Regions from separate parts of the Mus musculus genome. Here regions 2, 3 and 4 are each linked to region 1. The links are chromatin contacts, called in public HiChIP or PLAC-seq maps. All regions are on one chromosome and are shown on one strand. Each heading gives the region's core, a stretch centred on a gene start, on an enhancer-like site or on the middle of the called end of the contact. The rest is flanking DNA. Distances are from core to core; before and after follow the strand shown. Region 1 overlaps Sh3pxd2a (SH3 and PX domains 2A). Region 2 holds the start of Cfap43 (cilia and flagella associated protein 43). Region 3 overlaps Slk (STE20-like kinase). Region 4 has its middle 21 kb from the start of Nt5c2.

What was found. HiChIP or PLAC-seq counts read pairs in DNA pulled down with a chosen protein or histone mark.
Region 2: a contact with region 1 is called in an H3K4me3 HiChIP or PLAC-seq map of embryonic basal ganglia, with 4 times the contacts expected there. The contact joins the promoter of Cfap43 here to the enhancer-like site in region 1. A contact is called at or near these places in 1 of 39 promoter capture datasets (embryonic stem cells), 2 of 484 Hi-C or Micro-C datasets (embryonic stem cells and myeloid progenitors), 3 of 115 datasets of contacts at active chromatin or transcription factors (astrocytes, embryonic basal ganglia and neural tube) and 1 of 9 other capture datasets (liver).
Region 3: an H3K27ac HiChIP or PLAC-seq map of extraembryonic endoderm stem cells shows a contact between it and region 1. The contact joins two enhancer-like sites. A contact is called at or near these places in 2 of 484 Hi-C or Micro-C datasets (embryonic stem cells and trophoblast stem cells), 4 of 115 datasets of contacts at active chromatin or transcription factors (extraembryonic endoderm stem cells, large pre-B cells, pancreatic cancer cells and 1 more) and 2 of 9 other capture datasets (adipose tissue and liver).
Region 4: an H3K27ac HiChIP or PLAC-seq map of extraembryonic endoderm stem cells shows a contact between it and region 1. The contact joins two enhancer-like sites. A contact is called at or near these places in 2 of 115 datasets of contacts at active chromatin or transcription factors (extraembryonic endoderm stem cells and pancreatic cancer cells).

Annotation. Positions count from the first base shown.
Region 1 is chr19:47,329,538-47,332,237 of GRCm38.p6, forward strand. The region is part of intron 6 of Sh3pxd2a (SH3 and PX domains 2A); the gene reads right to left. Among named protein-coding and RNA genes, the nearest start is that of Gm29834, 44 kb to the left of the region's middle. Within about 2 kb of position 1,269, at least 223 of the 459 cell types and tissues checked have an H3K27ac peak or open chromatin away from gene starts, as enhancers often do. A contact at or near this core is called in embryonic basal ganglia, embryonic stem cells, extraembryonic endoderm stem cells and 2 more, where this site is marked.
Region 2 is chr19:47,836,023-47,838,722 of GRCm38.p6, forward strand. It overlaps Cfap43 (cilia and flagella associated protein 43), which reads right to left and starts at 1,339. Exons shown (of 38, transcript NM_027559.2): 1 at 1,193-1,339. The coding sequence starts at 1,305.
Region 3 is chr19:47,644,339-47,647,038 of GRCm38.p6, forward strand. It overlaps Slk (STE20-like kinase), which reads left to right. Exons shown (of 18, transcript NM_001164639.1): 18 at 1-908. It overlaps Col17a1 (collagen, type XVII, alpha 1), which reads right to left. Exons shown (of 54, transcript NM_001290825.1): 54 at 2,003-2,700. Among named protein-coding and RNA genes, the nearest start is that of Gm16068, 38 kb to the left of the region's middle. Within about 2 kb of position 1,418, at least 45 of the 459 cell types and tissues checked have an H3K27ac peak or open chromatin away from gene starts, as enhancers often do. A contact at or near this core is called in extraembryonic endoderm stem cells and liver, where this site is marked.
Region 4 is chr19:46,982,080-46,984,779 of GRCm38.p6, forward strand. It overlaps a transcript of Nt5c2 not described here. Among named protein-coding and RNA genes, the nearest start is that of Nt5c2, 21 kb to the left of the region's middle. Within about 2 kb of position 1,327, at least 110 of the 459 cell types and tissues checked have an H3K27ac peak or open chromatin away from gene starts, as enhancers often do. A contact at or near this core is called in extraembryonic endoderm stem cells and pancreatic cancer cells, where this site is marked.

The DNA of each region.
Region 1 (2,700 bases), core at 19-2,518:
AATGGCTTCCTGTCTAGACCTTTTTTTTTTTTGGGTGGAGGGAGAAGGGTTGTCACAAAAACCTTTGGTGGAGGACTAGCAGCAGAATATCCATTTTTTTGTTTGTTTGTTTTGTTTTGTTTTTTTGTTTTTTGAGACAGGGTTTCTCTGTGTAGCCCTGGCTGTCCTGGAACTCACTTTGTAGACCAGGCTGGCCTCAAACTCAGAAATCCGCCTGCCTCTGCCTCCCGAGTGCTGGGATTAAAGGCGTGCGCCACCACGCCCGGCTTGCATTTTTTAAAGGTTGGTCTATCTCACCTACCTTTGCCCTGTACTGTTCACTGTTTTAACCACCTCCAGAACACCCGCTAGGATTATAATCTTAGCAAATATTTGGCACATAATAGATGTTGAATAAAAACATGCTAAGCTAGGCTAGATACATATCCTAGTGTTAGAACACTTGTCTAGAATGTATAAAGGCCCTGGGTTCCAATCTTAGCATACACACTCAAAGTGTTGTGTGTCTCCAGTTAGTCTTGAATTTCCTTTTGTCTTAACCCTGACTACGATTCTATCACACTGGAAACACTCAAGTGTCCAGTTTAACCTCAGTGGATGAAAGGGGCAGGAGCCTTCTTTGGTCTTCACTCCATTGGTTTCAAGGGAACCAAGGCTCATTTGATGCCTGTGGCCCTAATCTTAATCTAGCCTAGGGATTATCAACTTGTGGGTTGAGACCCCTTTGGGGGTGTGTGTCACATATCAGAAGTTTATATTACAGTTCATAACAGTAAACAGTAGAAAAATTGCAGCTATGAAGTAGCAATGAAAATAATTTTATGGCTGGGGGGGGGGTCACCACATCATGAGGAACTAAAGGGTCACAGCATAAGGAAGGTTGAGACCGCTGATCTAATCCAAAATTGCCCTCCTGAGCCACGTGCAGGCCTTCTGAGGCTGAGGAAAGTCCTTCACCTTCCTGGGCACCAAAGTACAAAGACGGACCCTCAGGCCCAGCAGAAAATCCCAGAAGACTGCATGGCAAAGCCTTCCAAGGGCTCAAAACAACAGCAACAACAATAACAACAAAGCACCCATAAGCAATATAGCTTTGTGGCATGGTGGATGTTACAGGAGACAGTAGTCTATGAAGGTGCAAAGTGCTCTTGTACAGAGACTGGTGGGATCCAGGCCCAGTCAATCCCCTCCTCCACAGTGTCTGCTAGAGGCCCTGGGCCTCTCCTGACTTGGCCCACCCCTGATCTGCAAGTGTTTAGACAGGTCCCCTGAGCTCACAGACTGCCACGTAAACGGTTGTGCATGCATGCACTTAAGACGCATGCACACATCACGGCTGGGGAAATCCCCACAGCTGGCTCTCTCACGTGACAAAGCTTTATCCAGAAAGCAGCAGCCTAGTTGCCTGCAGGACAGGGGTGGGGTGGGGCTCGAGTTAACCCTTCCATACCACAGCGCAGGCTGAACTTCCCACAGGGAGAATGGAGTGAAGTCCAGGTCTCCGGGATTCTCTCTCAGGCACTGTGATCCTCGCTCACTGGGGACAGACTACTTCTCAGGGCCCCGCCCAGGCTTCCCTGTGCTAGCACAAGGCTGTTCTCTATCCTGTTAGTGTGCTCCCTCATCAACTCTGAGAAGTTCTGCTTCCTGGAGCCTCATCCCCAGAGGGGGGTCACAGGCACAGCCCTAGGGAGCATGTCCCGATGCCAGATGCCTAGGTGGGGTCCTACAGCCAGGAATTCAGCCAGAATTCTTGCCCTCCTTCCATGGGTGTGAACAAATGCCTCTGAGAAACTGCTCCAGGGCCCTCCCGGGTCCTCCTCTAACAAGAAGGCTGGAGGAGGCCCCTGGAACACGTTTTCTCCTGTTCAGACACACTGTATCTATTAGCCGGTGTGATCTGTATCATGTCTCTCACACAGTACTCCCAGATATGGAGAAGCCAGATGCCCAGTTTACTTTCTATGTTTCCTTACTGAGATACCATGTAGCCCAGGCTGGCCTCAAACTCATGACCCAGGCATCCCAGTCCCCCAGATGATAGGATTTTTTTTTAATAGCCCCACCCCTGAAGCCTAGAAACACTATCTCAGTGTAGTCCAGACTAGCCTGAAACTCCCTAAGTAGCCGAGCATGACCCAAACTCCTGATCCTCAAATGCTCAAACTCATGGCCAGTGTGTTGACAAGTTTTTATATCAACTTGACATGAGCTGGGGTCATCTGGGAAAGAGTCTTAATCGAGAAAATATTTGACTGATGATTGATGTAGGAGATTACAGGCCACTGTGGGTGGCGCTAACTCCTACGCAGTAGTCCTGGATGGTATAGGAAAGCAGGCTGGCTGAGCATGAGCAACAAGCCAGTAAGCAGTGTTCTCATGCCCTCTGCTTCAGTTTCTCTGCCTCAGGTTCCTGCCCTGACTTCCCCTAGATGGAGTGTGGCCTGGGAGATGAAAGATGGAACAAACCCTTTCCTTTCTAAGTTGCTTTCTGTCGTGGTGTTTTATCAGCAACATCACTGGACAACTTAGCTAGGGTATGTCTTAAAACATAAAATAAAGTTTTTTTTTTTTTTTTTTTTGGTTTTTTCGAGACAGGGTTTCTCTGTATAGCCCTGGCTATCCTGGAGCTCACTTTGTAGACCAGGCTGGCCTCGAACTCAGAAATCCACCTGCCTCTGCCTCCCGAGTGCTGGGATT
Region 2 (2,700 bases), core at 89-2,588, 510 kb after region 1:
CTCAGCAGTTAAGAGCACTGACTGCTCTTCCAGAGGTTCTGAGTTCAATTCCCAGCAGCCAAATGGTGGCTCACAACCATCGGTAATGAGATCTGATGCCCTCTTCTGTTGTGTCTGAAGACAGCAACAGTGTACGTATATACGCATATACACATATACATAATAATAAATAAATAAATCTCTCTATATATATAAAAGAAATGCAAAGATCAATAGGTCTCTGGCCTGTGACATGGCTCACTAGGTTGAAAGGAAATTGTAGAAAACAGTGTATCCAGGGTTCTTTTCTCTTGACTGTTTTTTGAAAAACTAAACTCAAAATCACTTAAAAAAATCAACTAAACAAATTTAAAACCGCTTTGAGTAAGACAGCACACTCTATAGTTGTAAGCCACGTACGTGACTTGCTTATAGTTTACACACATGAAGAATGCACGGCTCTGTTTTAGACCTAAAAATCCACATAAGGACAAGGAAGACACGAGGGCAAAGGAGTTAGAACGTGAGAGGTCCATTTTAGGAGAGGATTGTGTGGTAGGTATATGGTGGAAGGAAAGTCTGAGATAAGGAAAATTCCATTTTATTTAAATATTAAAGATATGTTTGAAAGTGGAGGAAAGAGAGTGAAGGGCACATGTTTTCCGAGTCTGTCCCCCATCTCCTCCCATGACACAGAACAGCAGTGACAGGGGACCCTGAACTGTAAGCCATCCTTCAGAACGTGGAGGGACAGAAAAGTTAGCTCTTCCAGATGTCTAAGGCCCAGCAACTGCGCACAGGAATCCGGAGTGAGAAGGAAGGAGTTAGAAGGGAGGGAATCGCCTAAGAGGACGCTGATGAAGAGGAGGGCTGAATGGGTTTGCAGGAGCTCTGGGGTTGAGTACCACCGAGGCAGGAAGAGGATGCAAAAACAGAAGGTGGGGGAGAGGAATACCGGGCACACAAGTGAGGGTCCCTTAGCAGGAGAGCAATGTGGTGAGGTGGGAAACTGAGGGCCGGTTGGTCATTTGGTCAGGAGACCGACCGAGGGGTCCAACTGAAGAGGCTGCACAGGGTCGGAGCCGGGGGTGGGGAGGAGTTGCGGGGGTGGGGGTGGGGAGTGAGAAGCAGAGCGAGTTTGCTTGGAGGATTCGAGGGGCAGGGGTCCTGGCAGGGTTTCCCCCTCCAGCCCCTTGCGGCCGCGATGCCGCACCTCACCGACAGGGAGGATCCGGAGTAGTGGGCAGAGGCAGAGGCAGGGGCTGAGGCTGAGGCAGAGGCAGTGGCAGAGGCAGTGACGTCGTCGCGCTCCGGGTCTTGCGACATGCCGACTCCCAGCGCACCCGGGGCTGCGGCCGTTACTCCTTGGCCCGGCCGGGTCAGGCTAAGAAGCCCGCGAAGATGCCACTGTTTACACCTGTATCCTGGAGACCGGGAACCCCGCGCCCATTGGCTGGCGGGCGCCGCCTATGGGCGAGCGGCGAGCGAAGCCGAGCGGTGGGACCCTGGGTCGTGGATGCTGGAGTGCTTCTGCCTCAGCAAATAGTTTCAGTATTAATAAGTGTCAAGACGGTTATTAATTCTGCATGCTGCCATGCTACTCCTATCTATACGCCGGAAATATTTCATTTATTTCCCTGCACCGGTTAAGCCTGCTCGGAACCCAGTGAGCAGAAAGCCAAGTCAGAATCCAAAGGGTGAGGGGCACAATGGCTGCCTAACAACCCTTCAGGTGTCTCCTCTGTGAGCGCAAGGAGGCAGACTGAAGTAATCTGGTGGGTGATAGGCTATGCTCTTCTCTCCTAGCCCCTTGCCTCTGTCCTGTCTAATCCTTTTTCTTCCCTGAGTTTCTCTTCCCCTTTTCCAGTTCCTTCCTTCCCACCTGGCCAAAAAAAAAAAAAAAAAAAAAAAAAAGTTGGGCTCCCCATTCCCTCCCCGCTCCCACCAGCCTCTCCCTCCTTCTCCTCCTCCCCCTCCTCCTTCCCTCCTCCTCCTCCCCCTCCTCCTCCCCCTCCTCCTCCTCTCTCTCTCTCCCTCTCTCTCTGCCTTTACTACTCTATTAACTCCCCTTCCCATGGCCTGAATAAACTCTATTCTATACAAGAAGAAGAAGAAGAAGAGGAGGAGGAGGAGGAGGAGGAGGAGGAGGAGGAGAAAAGAAGAAGAAGAAGAAGAAGAAGAAGAAGAAGAAGAAGAAGAAGAAGAAGAAGAAGAAGAAGAAGAAGAGAAACAGGATGAAAGAAAGAAAGAAAGAAAGAAAGAAAGAAAGAAAAAGAAAGAAAGGAAATAATATGTTGGAAATGGCTGAGCCTGGTCTAGGGAATGTTCACTCCATCACTGTAACTGTTACAGTGGCAGGGCAGGGCTTCACCAATGAAAATGTTACAGCTTTGATAGGAAAGGTATCCTGGCAATTGGGAACCAAGCAATACCACCTTGTCACACTTTACAACAAACCTCACCCAAGAGATTTATTGGGAGGGGAAACCCAGGAGGGTGGATGCAATGCTTGGACTAGAAGCAGCTGTCAACTGAGCATAAGGTAGGGTTTTTATGTAGGGTTTCATGGCTGCTGGGCTTTCCAGGGTGGCCTGGGATTGGTGGAATTTTTTTTTTTTTTTTGTCTGATATTGTGGCAAGCTTAGGGATTGGTGGGATTCTTTTTCTTGGCCTTGGTCTTGGGGTCAAGTCAGGGTCATAGTGTTCTTTCTATTGCCCTTT
Region 3 (2,700 bases), core at 168-2,667, 310 kb after region 1:
AAAGGAGTTTGTCAGCAGTCACCTCCCCATTCCCTGCATGCTGTGGATGCGCCACACCTCCTCCTCGCCTCTGCAGGTCCAGCTCCTAGAGCCCTAGTAACAGGGCTTCCCCCCTAACCCTGTTGAGGCTCAGGCTGTGGGTCGCTGAATTAGCTGTTTTAGGTGGAGTCATAGTAAGCTCTTTCTTACCTTTCCTGTGTGTGAGGAGGACATTTGGAGTGTTTTTAGGATGCTGAGAATCTTGGAAGCATCTCACCTGACAGGACATGGCAAGTTGTACCTAAGCAGGGGGCAGAACCAGAGCTACCTCTCCAGTGTTTTCTCAGGCACGTGAGGCCCATGGGGGCTCTCTGATCTCTCGAGCATCAGCAAGTCTCAGAAGTGATTGTCTTTTGTACTCTTCCAGGTCCCTCCTACCCTCATACTTTCCCCCATTCTACACTGTGCTTATTAAATGACAAAGACTCTTCTAAGAAGCCAAATTCGGCCATATTAATAGCTAGAAACATTGCAGAATGAAACATCTAGAACTGCAGTGGAAGACGAGAGCATCAGCTCTCCGAGAGCCTTCTGGTCCTCTCTGCGTGGTGATTGTGTAGGATGCGGGGTGGTGATTTTCATGTTTCTCTTCAGTCAGAGGCAACAGTTGATGTCTCTGCCGAACTGTTCTTCGGCTGACATGGTTTTAATAACGCTTTAAAATTTCTGCTACAGAGCTTGGAGTAGAGTCTTACCAGTTTCAAATGTTGGCTGCAGCTTAAAAATGTGATTCTTTTCAGTGTAATAAGTTCACAAGCTAAGTTTTCAAAGAGAATTTTGCTTCACATTATGCTTCTTGTCTATTTGGGATCAGAAATATGCCTTTTCAATCATGGGATTGTCAAACAATAAAGCTATTTCTTAATCTATTTTGGGGAATTTTCTTTTTAATTTAAAATCTTAAAAATGAGGTTGTCCTGCCTGAGACACTTTGCAGCTTTTGGTTCTAGTTATATTTTAAACTTTTCACCTTCCCAGTCTTCTGACCTTCTATGTTTATCATTGATCCTAGCTATCTACGTGTCTGTCTGTCTGTCTGTTTGTCTGTCTGTCTCTGTCTCTCCCTCTCCCTCCCCTTCCCCCTCCCCCCTCCCTCTCATTACTGACAAATGTAACTTTTACCTTGCAGGTAAGTACCTTCCAATATGTACCTTCCTCCTTTGGGAGATGTTTAAAGTGTCTATGTGGCCATGTGTGTGTGTGTGCTTTTATTTCCTTCTTTTCTCCCTGGGATAGATTATTTGTTTCAAATTGATGAAAAATCATATGATAAAACCCCCTCCACTCAGTAGACGCTGGCGGCTGCCTTGCTTGGCCTGGGTGCAGCTTGGTCGAAGGGAGCTACTGATGTCATTTTCTAATCTCAGAGCATTGTGTGCTGTTGAGCTCATCCTGATCCCTTTTCGCTCTCGAGTGAAACAAAGAAGCTCACATCCACTGCTCTCCAGCTGAAGACATGGCTCATGGCTGGTATCTTTTGTGTGTGTGTGTGTGTGTGTGTGTGTGTGTGTGTGTGTGTTTTCTGGAGGAGGTAGCACACTTAGACTTTCCTCCCATTTCTTCTGGGTGTACGATTCTATGAAGATTTTTAGATGATGACTTTGTAAAGTCTAGTAACGAGGGAACATTTCCTAGGCCTGATTAATCATTAATGATAATCAAGACATCTTCATCTCTATACTTGGCTTCCAGTCATACATTAATTGCAAAGAAGCTTCTAATTTGTTGTCTATGTGTTTAGCTTTCAAGGAACTTAGAGAAAACAAAAGTGCTTTGTCTGGTGTGTCCAGATTGAAGTGGTAGCTTTTAAAACTCTGCCTTTAGAGATCTCAGTGATCCATTGCTGGAAGCCAGGTCTAAACTACCACCAATCACCTCTTCCATTTGTGACAAACAGTGTTGCAATCAGACCTATGTAACCCGGATCCTTTTTTTAAACTAACTTTCTCACATGATTAAACATACATTAAAAAAGAAAAAAAAACTTTAATTGAAAATTTTACAGTTGAAATGATTTTTCATCTTACAGGTTACATACAAATGTTTTTAGACAGTGGAAAGTGCTTAAATAAAAACCAACTGTGCCCAGTCTTTTATGCCATTTCCTAAGTGCAGGATGGTGTGTGGAAGCCATGCTTCCTCAGCATCAGGAGTTCTGTGTCCTCTCTTTTCTCCCTTCCTTGCCCACTGCCCCTCTTGTCCTGTCTGGGTCTAGTGTGGTGTCATAGTTGTACTTCTGGCCTGTACCTGTGGACACAGGCCATAGCTACGACCAGTCAAGCTTTGTAAGCCAGTGGGAAGGTGATTGGCATCTGCACCATGGTAACTGAAGGTAACCATGTCACCTCCTCTGAGGAAGTGAACTTTGAGTGTTTTCAGTTGCAAGAGTCACCTCTGTGACTGGAGAATGCAGAGTGAAGAGAGGAGGAGGAGCTGACAGCAGCCTTCGTAACATAACCCATCACACGTCATCTACAAAGGTCCCCATTCCCATTTTCCATTTTCTGGGCTCACTTTTTAGGCAAAGCTCCAAGATCCCCAGCCAACAGTTATGTAACTGGCTTCCGAGGCCTGGCAGAGGCTGGGCTAAATGCTAAAGAAGCCGGGGAGCTCAGATCTATGTAGCAGAGAGGTCAAGTCTCATATTAAACATTGCAGCTA
Region 4 (2,700 bases), core at 77-2,576, 350 kb before region 1:
TGAGTAGAGGTCTATGCAGAAGCTCTTCAGGCTGCTCCAGGGAGCAGTAAAGGCTGCATCTCCTAGCCTTGCCGATGCTACCACAGAGGCTCAGAGTGTTCCCGGACAGCGAGGGTTTTCACTAACTCTGATTGCAAAATGGAAGATGCTTGCTAAGCATCCCAGGGAGTGAGAGCTACAGTGCTCAGAGGTGGGTGGACCACATAGGGTTGAGAGACATATTTTGATTTCTCCCGACAGCGTCTGAAAGAACTATTTTAGAACTCTGACGCCAAGTCCAAGGAAGACCGTCTGCAACCTGGCTGCACAGAATTTCCATTCTGTTACTGGAACTCGGTGTCCAGACTGGACATTTCTAGCCTCTGGGTAACATAATCAAGGAATTAAGATAAAGGTTCACACTGCTTGCAAAGTAACAAGGAAACTTTACTCAGACGGATCAGGTATGCTGTCAGGAGGGATGATGGGCGGATGACTGCTCCAGGCTGGGCCACTGAGGTGAGTCAGAAGATAAAACTGCTAGTTAATCAAGCCCTGCAGTGTGAATTCGATCCCCTGAACCTACGTAAAGGTCAAAGGGTAAAACAAGCTCACGAAAGTCGTCTCTGGCCGACACTCCCTGAACTCCAACCCATGTGCATCACAATACACACGGTAACAGTAATTATTAATTTAAAAAAACAAAACTTGAAAACAGTACTGAAGGGCTCTAGTTATGGGTTTAAGAGGAGAAGGGGCTTGTTGCTAAGGGGGATAACTGGAAAGGTTCTATTTTGATTGACAGGTTTGGGTTATATGACTCTTTTTCTACTGCAAATGTTCCTTCCCATGCTACATCTGTTCATCCAATTACGCATAGGTATAAGGTTATAGAGGTTTTTAACTAAAAGCTCCTTCCGAGGAAAGTCTACCTTACTGAGCATGCAGCCCAGAGAAGTCAGATCAGCCCCTTCATTCCCATGCCTTGATAGGGAAGTTGTCCCATGGTTGTTTTGTTTTGTTTTGTTTCAGAATGAACATTGTTACAAGTGTACATACAGCACAAACCAAGTGGAGTTCCAGGTTGCTAAATTATTCCCTAAGCTTACCTGCTTACGGATTCAACTACTAACACACTATAATTTTTGTTAAGATTCGTAGTAATTGGGAGACTTGATTCTATTCATGTATTTGTTGTTGTTGTTTTAAAACATGCACACACATTTTATTATGTCTGGCTGGAGAGGGTATGTGTGTGAAAATCAGAGGACGACTTTCAGGAGTCACTTCTTTCCTTCCACCACGTAGGCCCAGGGCTTACATCAGACTATTTGACTTGGCAGGGAGTGCCCTGACCCAGTGACCCTCCACCCCCACCCCCGCACTGGCCCCCTTTCCTTCTACCTGACTGGAACTGTGGTTTAAAACTCCAGTACACCTGGATTCAAAGCTCAAACAGCAGTGTTGGGGAGGGCCCAGGTCTCTCGTACTTGAAGTCAGCTGCTAGATTGAACCGTTCAGAAACCCACGCGTACTCTGGGAACTCCAGCTCAGTGAGCCTGTTCAGCCCTGCTTCCAGCTAAAGCAGCAGCAGCAGGTGAGGGCATTGTCTGGAGACATTCCACTCCCCAGCCTCCAGGGAGTTCCGGCAGCTCCAGTTTCTCCCATCCATCTCGGATCAGGAAGAAATGTTAGATCAGTGGTTTTCAGTTATGACCACGCAATGGAATTTCCGAGGTAGCTTTTAAGAAACACCTATGCCAGGCTCTGCCTCGCTCACGGAAATGACGGTCTTTGGATTGATATTTAGGTGTCGTGCTGTTTGCTGCAGTCTAGAATGGAACCTCAGGCCCCATGCACCTTAAGAACAGTCACACTCTATCACTGAACAAGCCACACCCCCATGCCCTGCACACCAGTACTGGTGGGGAGGGAGTCCTGTTTGTTTTATGGTACCTTTTTGTTTGTCTTAAAGACACAGTTTCATACAGTCTCGGCTGACCTCAACCTTAAAATGTACCAAGAACGACCTCAGAGAGACCAAGCCGATGTCTTGCCTCTGCCTCTGCAGGGGTGAGATAACACACACTTCTGCTGGAAATGGATATGTTCTGTGTCAGGGGAGAAACCCACAGACGAGGGGACGGTAACCTGGCATGGCATACGCCGAGAAGCAAGCACACTGGGGCTGGAGCTTACTTAGTTCAATCTAATGACATCTGTGGCTGTGTCTCGGGCACCGGTGGGAGCTTCGTTATGCAGTTTGTTAAGCATTCACCATGGTAAAGGCTGGGATAGAGAAGGTGTAGCGTTCAGTAGTAAAAGTGCTTCCCTACCATGCCTCGGGCTCTTGGTTCTATTGCATCGCTACCATGCCTCGGGCTCTTGGTTCAATGCCTCGTGACACGGGGGGGGGGGGGGGGGGGGGGGGGGGGATGGGGACACAGGAAGTGGGGGGGGGAGGGAAGGAAGGGAGAAGGGAGAGGGAGAAAGAGAGAGAGAGACAGACAGACAGACACATACACACACACAAATACAGACACATGCATGCATACACACAGTAAACACCACAATAAACACGCTTGGATAAAACAGAGTGTTGTTCTGTGGTTGCTCTGGCCTGTTACACTCTGTACGGGAGTAAACTTCCCTACTGTGCTCGGGCAGGTGAATTCTCTCAATGCCTGTCAATCCCTGGCCACCTTTTGGTGTTCTGTACCG